Linked DNA regions of Mus musculus: region 1 is linked to region 2. Evidence: chromatin contacts called from public Hi-C data. All regions are on one chromosome and are shown on one strand. The core of a region is the stretch at or near the end of the contact, and the rest is flanking DNA. Distances in the headings are between cores, read along the strand shown.

Region 1 (6,029 bases), core at 899-3,398, 71 kb after region 2:
AGTGTAAGGCAGGAGTTGACCTCCTCAGCAGCACCTGGTCAGCATCTTGGAAAAGGGATCCTTATTTGTACACACAAGTCAGAACAAGTTAATAACTAAAGAGTACTTTCTCTTTTCACATTTTTGTCCTATTTTTATTCATTGAAGTAAATAGTTTGTCTTTTTCTGCATCCTTTTGTTCTTTTATTTTTGAGGATCAGTGATTAATTTTATCCTAGTTCAGAAAATCTCAAGCTCGTGTAGTCAAAGTAAATAATGTCTGTGATAACCTAAGATACTTTAATTTCAGTGTTTTAAAAATTGAGTTTTGATAACACTTACAAAAAAAGTACTTCTGATTCCCAGAAATCATAAAGAAGCAGGTGGAAGGCGTCCCTGACTTAGTCCACGTGATGCGCACGTTAGCCAGTGAGAACATCCCCAGCCTCCCACCAGGGGGTGAATTGGCAAGCAAGTGAGTATGCCGTGCATGCCCTTGGCTGTTGTGTGTAGATAACTGCGAATGCTCCTAATCTCGGAAGCCTCTTCACTGTTGGGAACTAGGCTTGTTGGGGATCAGTACTTGAATGTCAGTTACTGTTTGTGACTGAGCATCCTTAGTGGAAGCTTGGGGAACAAAGAATAACTGAGATAATATTGTGAAAGGATATTTTAAATGAAATTAAATGACACTACAAAAAGTGTAATTGGGTATAGTAACAGTGGTGGTAAGATTTCCTTTAATGGTTATAACACTTTAAGGATTGTCTTCAATCTGGGCAATGTTTTCTACATGTCCTTATTTTCCAGTATTTTATTGTTGACTAGTGGATACTGTCAGAAAGGGTAGACAGACACTTCCCTTCCTATTGCTTCATAGAACCATACTAACTTGAGGTAGCTATTATATTAAGTGTATATATCTGTAGTTAACAATATACATTGTGGAATTTAAGGTGGTTTTTTCTTTCTTATTTTAGTGCTTGGCACAGAGGGATATTGTGATCATTTCTTTAATCTTCCGTAGTTTGCACATTAGCTATAGTTTTTGTGATCTTTTCACCAGGGATTGCAAAGCCTCCTACTCAGACTTGTATTTTTTGAAAACTTTTCATTCCATGACCATCTCCAACTAAGACTGTCTGTAAAGTTGCTTCCAGTCAATTTTAGAAGGAGGATATAACATGTGTGTGTGTGTGCGTGCGTGGGCGGGCACGTACATGTGTGTGGGTGGATGTGGGTGTGTGTTTGTGCGGGCTTGCTAGGCAAGTACTTTGTCATTTAAGTATCAAAGGGTTATCCTTGTTTTTTTTTTGTTTTGTTTTGTTTTGTTTTTTGTTCCTTGTTTTTGTTTTGTTTTTTGAGATATGGTATAGTCCTTGTATATATAGTCCAGGCTGTCTCCTACCTCAGGTAATCTTGCCTCAGCTGCACATGCTGAGATTCTAGGCCTGTGCTACTACACAAAGCCAGATTATTAAAATAAAATAAAAATAAAAACTAATTCCTATACTTGTTATAGAAGTATTCAACATTTTAGGGTTTTTTTTTTGGTAGGAGTTTTTTTTAAGGGATGTTAAGAAAAGCAAAGACAATATATACGATAGATTATTATAGCATGTTAAAGTTGCTTCTACTCTGAAAGTACGGTCTTACCTTTAACCAGAATGTCTTAAGATTGGTATTGGTGTTGCGCACTTGTAGCTCAAATTGAAGTAGGGGCACACACACACACAGACTTTTGAGTGTGTGCGCATGTGTACATGCATGTGTTTGAGTACATGGATGCAGAGGCCAGACGTTACATGCGGTAGACAACCTCTTCCTCTGCTGTCCTACTTATGTTTGACATTGGGACTCTCACTGACCCCAGAACCCAATCGCTAGCTGACCAGTAAGGGCCAGGGTTCTCCAGGCCTCTGCCTCTCCGCTAGTGCCAAAGTTACAGACACAGGCCACCGTGTGGATGCTGGCATCCCGGTGCAGGCCTGCTCTTGTGAGATACACTTTTTTTTTTTTTTTTTTTTGCCAGCTGATCTGTTAACTCCCTAAGGTTATTCTGTCCCTCTCCCTCTCCTCTCTCCCTCTCTGCCCCCCACCACTCCCCCTCATTGTGTAAAGGCACCTAAGCCAAGCCTAATGGCCTGCCTTTTAAACCCTCTGGAACCCATATCGTAAAAATCGAGGAATTCCTGCAAACTGTCCTCTGACCTCTCGTTTGCATGTGCACACAGTAAGTAAATGAATGTTAGAGAAAGACCAGCTGGTGGTTTGTTAAAATAAATATTTGTATGTTAAACTGCTTTCTGCTCTAGTATTCTCTAGAGCAGTTGGGAACATATATTCTGCTTTACAGTAATGGTGCCTCTGCACCAGGACACAGGTGTCTTAGACAGGCTTGGTGTTGTCAGCAGAGGCTCAAAGTGCAAGATTATTTTTTGGAGTTCTAATGAGCACCAAGCTAGGGGTTACTTTCTGAAGGATTGACTTTGTGTGTTTTTTAACATTTAGGCGGAATGTAATTGAAGCCGTTTACAATAGACTGAACCCTTACAAAAATGACGACACTGTGAGTAGCGTTCTCGCCCGCCCTGCTTTTCTCTCCCTGTGCTCAGTGCACACACCCTTCCCTGTGAGGCTGTTCTAGCCACAGACTGAATGAGTACTGTGAATTCTGCTTGCTCCAGTTCTTGCATATAGCAGTGGCTGAGGATATAAGCATGGTGAGTGGCACCTCTCACGCCAAAAAAGAAAATCTCTATCATCGATCAACTCCAGAAGACCTACCTTCACCATTTTTATTTAAGTTAGGAATCTCTTCACTCAGAATCTTGGATTATTCTGAGTTTCATGCGGAGTAGCAGTGGAATTGTGAGTGTTCATCTCCATGAAGTGTTTTTATGCTTACAAAGATCTTTGCCACAGGTCCTGAGGCTGTGCTAGAGAAGCCCTGCCAATAAGTCTTAGCATGGCAGAGTGTTGTGGTCTCTTAGCTGTTAACTTGGAGTCACTGAGAGCAGCTCTCACACATTCTGCAGCATAGCAAAGCTCACCAATGCCGTTTTCCTCCCACAATGCAATAAATTTAATGAAAAAAATGAACTTTTAAAATAACATAGGTGACACTTTATAATAATTCTCTTGGTTTAATGATATATTTATCCATCCTCACAGTGTTTTTCTAAATCAACGGGTTTATTTGTTTGCTTATGGAAAATGTTGGTGGGTGGGGCCAGGCCAAAACAAGTTTTAATTTTTTTTTAGTCAAACAGATTAAATATTAGTATTTCATATATGTATAAACATAAACTTTAAAAACCAAGTAAGTTCTGGAGATGAGTGTTATAGAGCTTGTCTTTCTGCATTAGTGTCTTTCTGAAGTGTACATTTTAGCATCTGGAAGATTTCCTTTAATGCCTTGTTTTGTTTGTTTTCCTATGTGAAGGATTCTGCGTCAACCGATGATATGTGGTAAAGCCGCTCACCCAGCCGTGGACTCACCTTCGCCTGCAAAGGGGAAGCCAGCTCATCCTTGCCGAGCCTTTACCATCCATCACCGACTTCACAGGAGGGTCTGACACGGGTGAGGACTGCAGCTTCAGCGATGGAACAGCTAGCCCAGAATGGATTTTCTTTTTTTATTGTAAATTTGAGACTTATGTAAGCGTGATTTCAAACCGTAATTCATGTTGTAAATCAGACTCCAGCAATTTTTGTTGTATGATTTTGGTTTTTGTAAAGTGTAATTGTCCTTGTACAAAGTGCTCATATTTAATTATGAACTGCTTTAAAATCACTATCAGTGAATGATAAAGGAAATTTGGCTTGTTGTGTGACACAACAGACATAGTCATGCTGTGTCTGGACTCGGTTGGGATAGGGAAAGCGGCAGCCACATAGCTGCATGCTACGTGCACACGATTAGGAAGAATTCCAAAAGCTTACACAGCTGTCACCCAGGCTCATGGAAACTGTCTCTGTTCCGGCGAGGACTGGCTCACTGATACAGCCATCGCTCTCACCTGTCTCTAGGATGTCCTCTCCTCGTAGCCAAGATATTGCAGCTGATCCTGTATATTCATGAGAGTATCTATCAATTTTGGGCTAACATGCCTTGATTCTCTTGCACCTCTTTATGAGTTCTTACATTTAATTACTAATTGGTAAGCAGCAGCTTCCTACACAGTAGGAGACTGCCACATTTTTTTCCTATCATGACTGGCTGGGCCTGCTGCTGTTCCTAGTAAGATATTCCGAATTCCATTTTATCAATAAAGCTTGGTTTAACAAACAAGACATGTAATCATGTATGCGTGATTCCTCGGTCACCCCGGCTTCAGACCCCACTCGGGGAGAGAAAGATGTCATGTTTCCTTAAACTGGATGATGGTGTTAGCATCCAGGTGCAGGTGGATCGGAAGATTGACGTCTGCTGTCTCCTAATCTGTTTTAATTGCGTTTCTTCCAGGCTGCTTACTTCTCATTAAGATGTGTGTCAGCTTGACTTTACCTACTGTTAATTAAAGTAATTGTCAAAGTTTGACAACCCTAACCCTGTGATAGATGTGTGTGTGTTGAATGTGTGTTTGCCTGTAACTTTTAATTGACCCACGTCTTTAGAATCTAAGAGGTTAAGATACATTTGTGATTTGAAATAAAAGCATGTTGATAATATTTAGCTGTTGGCCTTTAAAAATACATTTCACAGCTTGAGGAATTGTAGATATAAAACATGATTTAATTTTAGGCTTAACTCCCTCTGACTAAGCATGTAAGTTTTCCCGTCTGTCACATTATAGAGACTACTGTTCTGTACCTTCTGTGTCTCCGTCTCCTTAGGTGCTGTATTATCACCATGCGATCCATTCGGTTATAGGCAGATCCCAATAGGAAACGATCAAAGTACATCAGATACAAAGTCACAACTTTATGTATAAAAGTTAGCATAAGACATTTTGTTCTATTTGTTTCTTTTCCCCAAAACTTGGAAATAAACATGTTTATAATATACAGCCTTAAAGACAGTGTAAGGTTGAGGACGTATAGGAAAACACTGTGAAGTGTCGCAGACTCCAGTAGCTACAGCACCAGCTGGCTCCTCAGTATCCCTCTTACTTGTGAGGTGAATAAATGTAACTTAATTGTATTTAATTGATACTATAGTCCAGCATGAAGAAAATCTGAAGTACTCTTTATATTTGGAAATTCATAGCAGCCAGAATACAGAACCAATCCCAAACTTACAATAAATGCTTGATGTCTAAACCTGTGATAGAGTTGGGAGTATGGTAATATTCTAAGCTGTGGCTTTGCAGAGCTGTAAACGTGCATTGTATGAAACCCTGTGCTTCTGGTACAGACTGGCCGCTTGGCTGACAGCCGAAGCTGAGATCCTAACAGGCCTTCGTTCTACTGGGAAACCTTCAGTTTTTGAGATTGAAGCTTTCATGATGGAAAGCTGTGTATCACACTATAGCAGCTTGGTTAGAGCCTTGATATCAGAGAGTCTCAACAACAACAACAAAAAGGAAGTTAGAATATTCCTCTGGTGTCATTGACACCAAAGGTTGGAGTAAGGACCATGTGACCTGATGTGACTAGATCTTTCCACAAGAGTTGGCGTCATAGAACTACAGGAAGGAGGTGTGCATCATAAAAGCAGGTATGCTGGAAAGATGCCATCCTCTTTCCTGATAATTACCATCTCAGGACACAAATGCCTCAAATGTTTTGGAAGTTTGGCTTTTTTGGGGGCTTTGCTTTTTTTTTTTTTTTTTGGGAGGGAAAAAGAAGTTCTTGTGTGGTGGTAATGTAATATTCAGAGTATACTTTAATGTTAGTGAGAAATTCAGTTCTGCATAGCAGGCTTTTGCTAACTTACCTCTTGAAAGTTTTGTGTCTCTGGGCAGTGGTGGCGAACGCCTTTAATCCCAGCATCCGCAGGCAGAGGCAGGCGGATCTGTTGAGTTGGATGCCAGCCAGGGCTCCAGAGACACTGTTTGATCTCTTCACTTCAGAGCACTTCTCAGACATCATTACTTACTGTGCAT
Region 2 (5,862 bases), core at 474-2,973:
TAGAACCTAGATCAATGCAAATGAAAGGCAAGAAAAGATCCCCCCTCTCTTTGTGTGTGTGTGTGTGTGTGTGTGTGTGTGTGTGTGTGTGTGTGTGTATACATTACATCTGTATGTGGATCCCCATGGAGGCAGAAGAGAACATGGGTTCCCCTGGATCTGGAGTTAGAGATGGTTGTAAGTCACCTGATATGGATCCTGACAACCAAAATCAAGCCCTCTGAAAGAACAACAAGTACTGTTATCCCTAAAACATCTCTCTAGACATCCCCAAAAGGTATGTCTTAAGGAAGGACAACCTGGGTATTACTACTGGGCGAGGAGAAAGAAGAGCAGGAGACAGATGCTCCCCACGTGATAGTGCCGTCTTGGAAGTGTCACAAAGCACAACCAACATTCCAGCCCTCCTCTGTGCCAGTCATTCATGTGCTTCCCGCACGGTGGATGTCAGGGGTTGCCCCATCGTGTCATTCAGACACAGCATCCCAGAAGCCAGTGTTGGAGTATAGATTGGTTTTGGTTTGGTTTGGTTTTAGATTTATTTTATATACACCATTCTGCCTGCATGTATATCTGCAGGCCAGAAGAGGGCATCAGATCTCATTACAGATGTTTGTGAGCTACCATGTAGTTGCTGGGAATTGACCTCTGGAAGAGCAGCCAATGCTCTCAACCGCTGAGCCATCTCTCCAGCCTGTTGGAGTACAGAAACCATCCAGGTTAGAGAGCCCATCTGGTTTCTTTGTCACCAATTCATTTCTCTTAATTATCTTTAGGGCCTACCTGGCCCTCCTTTTACTCAGTTTTATTTTGTTAATCGATCCAAATAGATATTCTACTTGAGCAAAACCAAATGTATAGCCCAGGCCAGCAATAGAAAGAGAAATGCTGAATTCAGAAAGCAATTGAAGAAAGCAAAGCCAGGCAAAGAACGGGTCTGTTTCTTAGGCAAATGTAACTTTTGCCGTGTTTTGAGAACCACTCTACTTTTAACTGAAGGAAACAAAGTGACAGTGTTTTGTTAGATATGAGCCCTCGGTGACTGACACAAAAAGGAGGACCTTTGAAAGGAGGGTAATGAAGAGACTTAAAGATCAAGCCATCATCCTGAGTTGTAGGAAGTGAGCTAAAAATAAGCCGCCTGCATCTAGTCCTCAAGAGCCCAGGGCCCCGGCCTTTTGAAGTATGAAGACAGAGTTCCCTACATCGAGAGCCCAGAACTTCTCTGATTCCATAGCACCCTCTCTGGCAAGAGTTCCCAATAAACCCATTCACAATGAGATATAAAACAACAATGTTGCTTCCAAAGAAAGCAACCCTTCTTGCTCAAATCTCATCATTCATGTCAACACACCGAACACTAAGAAGCCCCACAGAGAAGAAATCTGTCTAGTTTTGTTTTATTCCAAGGGTCCAACATATTTGACAGAGGACGCCCTTCTATCCCCGAATCTCTACTAAAGTTGGGGGGGGGGGGAGCCTGCAATCAATAGTCACAGAGGCCTGATCTGCACCAGGTACGGGTGAGTGAGGCAGGGAGACTGGGAGGAAAGGGTGCTAGGAAGAAGGAGCCCTTGGTCCAGGAGCAGAGCATGCATATTCTTCCTGCTAGATGGAGCCTGAGCAGCAGGTGGGAAAATGTCACGTTAGGAAACTGATTGGGAAAGGATTCATCTTGATCCAAGAACCTTGCCCAGGCTTGCTGAAATCACACCACCTCTAGCAGTCGGGTACCAGCCAGGTTCTCGGTAGAGGCAGTCAGGCCACATCAGAGTAGGACACAAAGGTCAGGGAAGCATGTGACCTGCCTGCCAGGAGCACGTGGTTACCGCTTTAGGCCTGGCTTTACCTTATCTAAAGCCAAAGCCAAAATGCACACTTCTATAGATGCTGCCTTCTCAAAAGGCCCATGCTGTCTGTCACTCACTCCCCTTCTAGTGTATCTACTTCCCAGAGGCTTGGGATGTAGCGAAAGAGTGATAAGGCACACACCATTTTCAGTCTTAGAAAGGATGGCAGCAGGATACTATAGAGCAAATGCGCCATAGCAGTCCTAAGTGCCACAAGCGAGCACAAATCTCCGCTTCTTCATTAGATTAGCCTGTTGTCCCAAGCTTAGAGTGGAAGGCCAGAGCAGCCTTTTAAAGTTCTGGTTGAACCGGGCATGGTGGCGCACGCCTTTAGTCCCAGCATTCGGGAGGCAGAGGCAGGAGGATTTCTGAGTTCAAGGCCAGCCTGGTCTACAAAGTGAGTTCCAGGACAGCCAGGGCTACACAGAGAAACCCTGTCTTGAAAACCCAAAATAAAATAAAATAAAATAAAATAAAATAAAATAAAATAAAATAAAGTAAAATAAAATAAAATAAAGTTCTAGTTTTTCTGCAGCTCTGAGTTCTGAAAAATGGAAGCGTCTTTTACTCATCCCAGAAATGCAAGTGTATGCATCCCACCCAGGGCTGTCGTGTCAATGCAGGTCTCAGGTCTCCTCTGGGCAAACAAGAGTCTCTGCAGGAGGAGGAGACGTTGTACGAGGCCTCAGGAGAGTTGCTGCTGCCAAGAAGTGCTTAAAGCTGAAGGTGAGAGGGTGCCTACAGCTCTTGGAAGATCTAGGAATCTGGCAACTCGTTTTATTTGTAGAATAAAAGAAGGGCTTCAGAGGTCCTAGCTCTGACGTACTTCTATGGTCTGTCTGAGGATGCAGGGACAGAAGGGACTGGAAGCCCATCCGCCTACTTTCCTCTCTAACACACACACACACACACACACACACACACACACACACACTCCCCAGGCTAATCTAATGCACAATTAGAAGGTGTGGCCCTGTTGGAGTAGGTGTGTCACTGTGGGTGTGGACTTTAAGACCCCCATATTAGCTGCCTGGAAATCAGTAGTATTCTGCTAGCAGCCTTCAGATAAAGATGTAGAACTCTCAGCTCCTCCTGCACCATGCCTGCCTGGATGCTGCCATGTTCCTGCCTTGATGATAATGGACTGAACTTCTGAACCTGTAAGCCAGCCCCAATTAAATGTTGTCCTTTATAAAACTTGCCTTGGTCATGGTGTCTGTTCACAGCAGTAAAACCCTAACTAAGCCACATATATAACATATTGTTTCTTTTTTTCCTATGTACGCACATATATGTATGCAGTAGCATATGTGTGAGCTAGTGTATGTGTGGAGACCAGAGGCTGACTCCGGCTGCCTTCTTCAATCTTCCTTTACTTTCCTGTAACAGAGTCTACTGCCGAGCCCTGAGTTCAGCCCCTTGGCTTCTCTGGATAGTCAGAGCGCCCTGGGATTCCAGGCAAGCCACCCTGTGCTTCTAGATTTTTATGTGGATGTTAGGGACCTGAAGTACAGCCTTCATGTTTAAGCAGCAACCTCACTATCTACCGAACCCCTTCTCCCCAACAGTTTACATTAGATGATGGTTCAGATTAGAGATACCTGTCGACGTGTCATTTTAGTGCAGAAACATAGCTCCAGGTTCCCCCTTTAGGGTGCTCAAATACATTGCCACTGGTCTACACAAGACAATGGGGTTGGATATAGAAACTGGTAGACTCCCGTGAAGCAGGTAATTTCTTTAGATAGTCCCTTCTTTTCCAGAGTACCACTGTCCCTAGATCTCCTTTCTCTAGCGCACAGGCTTGGATCTCACTTACCTGACCTTGATTCCTAGCTTTTCTGTGTGATCCTTGCATTACATTCAGCACATCAGAAAATGAAGATCTAATGCCCTCATTCACGGGGTGGTTATAGCAACTGAGCTCCTCTGTGTCATCATCTCAGACAGTGCTGGGCAGTAAAACTTGTTGGCAAACTTTCATCAAGCAGTGGCAGTAACTGACAGACAAAAAAAAAAAAAGTCAAGGCCCAACCAAGGAAGACGAGCAGGAAGGATGAGCAAGAAGGCATAGCTGGAAACAGGCTGTAATCTTTGCCTCTGCTGACCTAACCCCTCTCCACTCTGGTCGCAAATCAAATAAATCTAAAGGTCCCTGGGAGAAGTGACAGATAGCCTTGGCCCTCTGCCATCTCCTTTGGGCCAGGGAATGTCTCCAAGATTGAGGCCACATGGGGTAATAGATCAGGAATTATCCTCAAAGAAGTCCTTTCTTCATAGTTTTTTGCCTGCCTCATCTTAGGCAAATCATTTCCAGTCCCTGCCTCGTCTCTATTCTCATGTGTAAAATGTCCAATAATGATGACATCCACCCATAAGACATTTGTACAGAGTAGCAAGATTGTGTAGGAACAATCTTTGGGTATGGTTATATTCTTAAGTCAGAAAAGGGGGAGTAATTGTTCAAAAATCATCTCACTTGAGAAACTTTCTATAGCAATGAACTGTAAGGTAATTGCTTTACTCAGCAACTGTTCAAAGTTTTCCTTTACATTATGTGAGTATTTGATCTTCCTTTCAATTCTGACCTACGTGGCCTTCATAGCATAAGCCCCAGACTCCCTGTACTGACTAGTTTTGTGTGTCAACTTGACACTAGTTAGAATCATCAAAGAGGAAGTAGCTCCAGTTGAGAAAATGCCTCCATGAGATCCAGCTGTTAGGCACTTTTTGAATTAATGATCGATGGGGGAGGGCCCAGCCCATGGAGGGTGGTGCCATCCCTTGGCTGGTAATTCTGGGTTCTATAAGAAATCAGGCTGAGCCAAAAGAAAAAAAAAAAAAAGAAAAGAAAAGAAAGAAAAGAAAAAGAAATCAAGCTGAGCAAGCCAGGGGAAGCAAGCCAGTAAGCAGCACCCCTCCATGGCCTCTGTATCAGCTCCTGCCTCCAGGTTCCAACCCTGCTTGAGTCCCTGTCCTGACTTCCTCCAATAATCTGGAAAGTGTAAGCTGAATAAACTCCTTCCCTCCCAACTGGCTTTTTGGCCATGGTGCTTTGTTGCAGCAATAGAAACTCTAACTAACACACTCCCTAAATGAGAACTTCTGATGGGACCCAAGTTCACATATTTTGCAGCCCCTGAGTGGTATATGAGGAGCAACAGACCACCGATTCCTGGCTTATTGACCAAAACTGAGTGCCCTGGGGCTGACACTGATACCCTTATGATATCCTCAAGTTCTGTGGATCAAAAGGACAGAAACATACTCAGTCTGATTCAAGCTCCCTCTTTACTTAGAAAAGTGGTGGTAGGAATTACCAATGAGCATAGACCCTGTGGATTAACGTGGCTTTAGCCTCCAAAGGATCGAATTTCAATTTATTTTTCAAACTGCCACCCCCAGGTATCTCTAAAACGACCTAAGAGGACACAGGGAGGATCACAGGAGGGTTTCCTGAAGATTGGGAGGAGGGAGGGAGGGAGGGAGGGAGGGAGGAGGAGGGGAGGGAGAGAGAGAGAGAGAGAGAGAGAGAGAGAGAGAGAGAGAGAGAGAGAGAGAGAGAGAGAGAACACCTTCAAACTCAGGGGTGGTCAGTGTGCTCACAGCAAAAAGAGAAGTGAGGAGAAGTGAGGAGACCCCCCTCCCCCTTTTCCACCCCCTCCCCTCTTAACTGGTACCTGCAAAGACTTGAAGTTAAATGGGCATATTATAAAGCAACAAGAAACTTAAAACCAGTTCTTTGTTTCTGAGTACATAAAGGATTCCTGGGGCTGGAAAGATGGTTCAGCAGTCAATAGCACTGGCTGTTCCTCTAGAGGACCTGGGTTCAATTCCCAGCACCCACATGGCAGCTCACAACTGTCTGCAACTGCAGTCCCAGGGGATCCATGCACCAGGCAAGCCTGTGCGGCACACATCTGTGCATGCTGGCAAACACATACACAAAGTAAAATGAATAAATCAAAAAAAGTCTTTAAAAATGTTTTTGTTGCCGGGCGTGGTGGCGCAT

What was found. Hi-C and Micro-C count contacts between places; a contact is called where the count stands out from the background.
Region 1: a contact with region 2 is called in a Hi-C map of liver, with 2.0 times the contacts expected there. The contact joins two enhancer-like sites. A contact is called at or near these places in 17 of 484 Hi-C or Micro-C datasets (brain, differentiating embryonic stem cells, embryonic retina and 4 more), 2 of 115 datasets of contacts at active chromatin or transcription factors (both in embryonic stem cells) and 2 of 9 other capture datasets (adipose tissue and pancreatic islet).

The regions. Positions count from the first base shown.
Region 1 is chr12:72,790,288-72,796,316 of GRCm38.p6, forward strand. It overlaps Ppm1a (protein phosphatase 1A, magnesium dependent, alpha isoform), which reads left to right. Exons shown (of 6, transcript NM_008910.3): 4 at 346-454; 5 at 2,491-2,548; 6 at 3,425-4,653. The coding sequence ends at 3,454. Among named protein-coding and RNA genes, the nearest start is that of Gm33785, 24 kb to the right of the region's middle. Within about 2 kb of position 2,149, at least 5 of the 459 cell types and tissues checked have an H3K27ac peak or open chromatin away from gene starts, as enhancers often do. A contact at or near this core is called in liver, where this site is marked.
Region 2 is chr12:72,720,183-72,726,044 of GRCm38.p6, forward strand. No RefSeq gene overlaps it. Among named protein-coding and RNA genes, the nearest start is that of Ppm1a, 38 kb to the right of the region's middle. Within about 2 kb of position 1,724, at least 7 of the 459 cell types and tissues checked have an H3K27ac peak or open chromatin away from gene starts, as enhancers often do. A contact at or near this core is called in liver, where this site is marked.